Regions from separate parts of the Zea mays genome. Here region 1 is linked to region 2. A link is a contact called in public Hi-C data. All regions are on one chromosome and are shown on one strand. Each heading gives the region's core, a stretch centred on a gene start, on an enhancer-like site or on the middle of the called end of the contact. The rest is flanking DNA. Distances are from core to core; before and after follow the strand shown.

What was found. Hi-C and Micro-C count contacts between places; a contact is called where the count stands out from the background.
Region 1: a Hi-C map of endosperm shows a contact between it and region 2, with 6 times the contacts expected there. The contact joins the promoter of LOC100194214 here to the promoter of LOC100284436 in region 2. A contact is called at or near these places in 5 of 25 Hi-C or Micro-C datasets (ear, endosperm and leaf).

The regions. Positions count from the first base shown.
Region 1 is chr8:126,034,327-126,037,026 of Zm-B73-REFERENCE-NAM-5.0, forward strand. It overlaps LOC100194214, which reads left to right and starts at 1,356. Exons shown (of 2, transcript NM_001352805.1): 1 at 1,356-1,718; 2 at 2,668-2,700. The coding sequence starts at 2,700.
Region 2 is chr8:125,872,812-125,875,511 of Zm-B73-REFERENCE-NAM-5.0, forward strand. It overlaps LOC100284436, which reads left to right and starts at 1,424. Exons shown (of 3, transcript NM_001371993.1): 1 at 1,424-1,581; 2 at 1,976-2,249. The coding sequence starts at 1,527.

The DNA.
Region 1 (2,700 bases), core at 106-2,605, 160 kb after region 2:
GAGTACCAGAAAAAGAAGGACGAGTATTATTCGAACCTCCAGGTCCAGAATCAAGCTCTACTCTCGGTAAGTTGAAGTAATATTTTGTTCGTAACAACTAAAAACACATGATGTGTACCTTATTTTCTCAACAATTTTTTGTAGCAACTGGCACAACAAGCGGGCGTCCCGATGCCAACATATGGGATACCGCCTCCGGACTTTGCATTGCCGCCGCCAATGTTGTCGCCTCCACCTCCGTCATAATTCCATGTGGTATGTACACATATGTGTGTGTGACATGTTCATAGATGCTTTATGTGTTAAAATGGAGAACTTATTGGTTAATATTTCATGTGCGTGTGTTATAGGGCTTTAAGACACCTCCCGTTTTAGTTGCCGCACCTGGAGACGTGTCTGGTCAAAACGATGCTTTGACTTCTTGGGTGAACAACATTTTCAACACCCAGAGTACAGACGGAGGAAGTGGCTATAACTCCAACCAACCAGATGATGGATATGTGTGACAGTTCTTCAAATGTGTTTGATTTGGAACTATGTCAACGTTGATGTCAAAGACTATGTGAATGTCGAACTATGTCAGTGTTTGATTTGGAACTATATGTTGATGTCAAAGACTTGTTGCAACTATTTGGAACTATGTGTTTGTGAATGTGATGTGATGTTTGAGAATGTGAATGCTTGTGTGAATTGATGTTTGTGGATGTAATTGTGAATACGTGGTTATATATGAAATCTGTGTTTTTATGTAAATGTCAGAAATTTAAAAAATAGGGGGTTTTATGCACTTGCTGAATAGTCTTACGTCCGGTGGCCATCAGTGGGCCGTCGGACATAAGCTGTGTGGGCCCCACCAACGACCGTTACAGCCGTTATCGAAGGTAATTGCCGACGACCATTTTCGATCGTCGGACATAAGCAATTTTCGACGGCGGCCGTCAGAAATAACTTTATTTCCGATCCGTTACGATCGAGGGACAGATATCGTCAGACATAAATTTGCTAGCTTCATACCACACGTGTGTGTGAAGGTGTGGCGGCATACACGCACGTGTGTAGCTCACACGGCCGTCAACCACTCCTGCACTACTCACCGGCCGTACGTGCCGAGAGAGATCGATGGAGTCATCACTCATCACCGCGCGGCGCGGTCACCATTATATGTGGTCGACGGTAACAACACGCCGCAGGTAGCTTGCTTATCACACACGAGGAGCACGACAGGGGCCCGAAAGCGACGCCGCCAGCTGATGATCATTTTGTTGGATGGTGCAAGCAAGCTAGCACCACACACAAGTCCATCACAACTCACAAGCTTAGTGCTTGCTCCCATCACGACGATATCAGTACAAACACCAGCAGCAGCTAGCTAGTCGATAGCCGGCCGGCCAAAACCACCTCTCCCTTTCCTTCTTCTCTGTCCCCCTTAATTCTCCAGCCAATACAGCTTTCTGGGGCTTACACCGCAGGTCCAGAGCCGGCCGGTCGTCGATCCACATCACCATTACTCCATCTCCTGATACCGATCGAGAGCTCCTCCCTCGCTCCGGGCTGAGTCGCCGGCCGGACGGACTCCTCCGACCCGTGCGGCGTCAGGCCGGCCCGCCAGCTGGGCCATCCCGTTTTTTGATTCATCAGCCGTAGTAGGACTAGGAGCCATGGTCGAAGCTATTTGATCTATCTCTGAGCTGAGCTGGGCCGGCAATTTGATGATGCTTGTAAGTGGTTCTTAATGGATCTACCATCATCTACATGCAGCAGCTGCCCGGATTTTAGTTTCTTCTCCAGCTCTTGCTCCTTTTTTTTTAACATTTACTCCACAATTTTATTTCAACACGTACTAGCGCATACGCGCTCCACACACTCCCTTGTTTTTATGTGTGCAGTGGAGTAGTGTAGTTAGTGCCTTCTGTCTTTTGGGGAAACGTAATCACGTTTTCTTTTAGTGTCGTATATGTGCTTCATTCTACCTGCAGAACAAGGAAAGATACACTGGAACCCAGAGATGCAGCTCAATCTGATTTTTCATGGCGGCTTTTGATTTTGTTCCTCATCTATCTATATCGTCCCCGTTAATTCTAGCTCCCTCTGGTTTCTAATTTTCTCCAGTATCTCTTGCTAATCTTGGATATATAGGACTTATATACTGTATGGTAATTTGATACTGAGTACTGACACATTGCTGTGTTGAATCCAAATATCCAATGCAAAGAGCTCATAAATTAAACGCCACTAAAGCTAATCTTTTGTTAACCAACATCATATTAATATAATTCGTCTGTTTCTTTAATAAACACCTTCAGATTTACATTGACTGCCGCTTGTAGAGTAGTAAGCAAAATTAAAGCATATAAAGAGGGCTACAGTCCACTGTATCCACACCAAGTTCATGTTTCAGTGCCATATCTTTCCGTGATTCTTCATGTCTTTTACCGAATAAGGCTGCTCTGTGCTCGTTTACCAGTGGACAACAGTGGCCATGCCAGATCCATCCATTCACAATTCCACATGCTGCTCACCAGCACGCACTGTGGCCAATGCGCCATCGATCTCATTTCATGCATGCCGAATTATTTCCCCCCGGCCCCTGCACGAGTCTAGAGTCTAGACACTAGACTGTCTTGTTCAGTTCTGACTTATTATCTGATGATGATCCGTTGTTATTAGGTGTGTGTGTGATCATGAGTGGATAATAAGAGA
Region 2 (2,700 bases), core at 174-2,673:
CGGCTACGTAAATCAAGAGGGCTTCTCCCACAGTGGTTGCTAGCTAGGGGAAGGATAGTGTTGTATTCCTTGTTCGCGTAGTCGGTCCGAGGCCGTTTTGGGCGAGGCGGTGATTTCTTCCGAAGCTGAGGCCTAGGTCGGGCGAGGCGAAGACCTCCTCCCGAGGCCGAGGCCTAGGTCGGGCGAGGCGAGGACCTCCTCCCGAGGCCGAGGCCTGGGTCGGGCGTGGCGATGATTCCTTCCGAGGCCGAGGTTGGGGCCGGGCGAGGCGAAACTCCCTGTTGCGCCCGAGGCTGAACTCGGGAGAGGCGGTAACTTACTGTTGTTAGTCTTACCCCGGTGGTTGGCACAGTAGTCGGAACAGGGTGAATAATGTTGTTATCTTGTCAGAACGATCAGTAAAAGGGTGAAGTGACTGCGGTCATTTCGATCTTGCCCACTGAGGCGTGCGTGTCATGATAAGGTGTCAGGTAATCCCTGCATTAAATGCGCACGTGATACGGTCGGTGGTAAGGCGATTTGGCCGAGGCCACTGTGCGACAAAGTTTACCCGAGTTTTGCCTCGGTCGTGCCGGGGGCGCCTCTACTGCCTGAGGGGACCTTCGGGCGAGCTGTGAATCTGTACGAGACTACTGTTCTTGCCCGAGGCTGGGCTCGGGTGAAACGGGACCGCGTCCCTCGGTAGTTAAGGCTTTTAACTCTGAACCGTCCTTACCAGTCTTTTAAAAGATATTTTCCAACCATGTTTAGAAGTACTGGGGATACGACCCTTAATTATGGTACCCGACAATCGGTGACAGCACCAAAGAACAGATAATAATATGCTACAACCACCTACTACTGCAGTATATCTTTGGCGTGACAGTATAACGACAAAAAAATGTTCCTAGAAGAAAAGAAAAAAGTTTCACTCCCAAAACTCACTTGCTCCCAAAACCTCGAGTACAATCTGCATCCGAACGTTGCGAGACGGCAATGTCGGTTTTGCCCCCAGTCCGTCGCCACTTTTTCGATGGAGGTCCGTGTCGGCTCCCATGCCATTCCAGAGCCGGACGGACAGCGCAGCCCCAGAGCCAGAGCCAGAGCGGCGTTCAGCGTGCACCGTGCAAGCTTGAAGCTCCCCCCACCCACCCCCTTGCTTTGGCTGACACACGGACAGACGACGATGACTCACCGCCCCCTGGCTTTACCCTACAGTCAGTGACGCCAGAGAGCCGTTGGCGTCCGGACACGGCGGGCTCCTCCCCCCAAAGCCCAAAGGGGCAAAGTCACTGCACGGCCGCAGTCGGCCACGCGACGGTGCGTGTGTGGTCGGTGACAAGTGAAGCGGCGCTTCAGCCTGTGGTCGGTGCTTTCGTCCATAAAAAGTGGGGAGGACGGCTCGGGGAGCTTGACGACACTGCACACCTCTCACCAGTCCCCACACGGCCACACCACACCCAGCTGTCCCCATCGCGCGCACACTCTCTCGGTCTCTCCCTCCCAGTCCCAGCGTTTGCGGTCCAGTCCAGAGAGCTCGAGCAGCCATGGCGGCTCCCCTGTTCCTCCTCCTCCTGCTGCTGGCTATGTTCACAGGCTCAGGTGAGCGAGCTCTCCGGATCTGCATGCTGCTCCCTGCGGCGCTTAACGTTTGTGTGAGAAGATGAGGTTTCTGTCTAGCTCTCTTCTGCCTGCCTGCCTTTCTTTGTATCCCCCTTGTCAGCTTCGAAACTTCTCTGCTCATGAGCTATGGCCAGTCCTGCTGCCACTGTAGATTTTTTTAAGTGCGGAGGAAATCTCTTCCCCCCCCCCCCTCCCTCCCTGGTTATTGTGCATACATAGCTATCCTGCTGAACGAAGCACAAATAAATACAAACCAAGAAACGCCAGTGCTTTCTCGATCACGTACTGGCACGAGCTAGCGAGCAGACTCACTCGAACACACACTGACCAACCGCTCCTCTCTCCTTCCGTTCCGTCATTCCGTGTGCAGCAGACGCGGCGTTCTGCGTGTGCAAGACGGGCGTGCCCGACCAGGCGATGCAGGCGGCGATCGACTACGCCTGCGCCAAGGGGGCCGACTGCGCCTCCGCCTCCAAGGGCGCGCCCTGCTACGGCAACGGCAACAAGGTGGCCGTCTGCTCCTACATCTGCAACAGCTACTACCAGAGCCGCAGCGCCACGGGCGCCACCTGCGACTTCAACGGCGTCGCCACGCTCACCGGCACCGACCCCAGCTCCGGCACCTGCAAGTTCGCCTCCGGCCCCAGGTAAACCGGCTGACGATGTAGCGGTTGAAGCCACAGCTAGCGTTCGTGTTTCCTTCTCAAGATCTGGGACTTTGAGGATATTTTACTTGTTGCTGATGGCTGGATTGGAATCTGGGGGAAGTCGGGTATATAAAGCATGATGCAATAGTATATTTGGGGTATACACGGGTACTGTCAGGTCATCTGGCATATACTTTAAATCGTATTAGGGCTCTTCAATGTTAGATCCTGTACATCGATGACAGTAGTTTAAGTCAAAAGGCCTTGAATGAAGTCTCGATCCCCGGTACTCAAAGCTGCAGTGCTCCTCGTGTACCATGCAGCAAGTTTCTTGCTGTAGTAGTGGTAGCTTAGCTGCATCGGTGGCCATTGCTGTAGTCGAGCTTAAGCAATGTCTTCCCCGACTCCGAGCCAGAGCGCCGGTGGGGTTTCTTTCGGGGACGGCCACCGC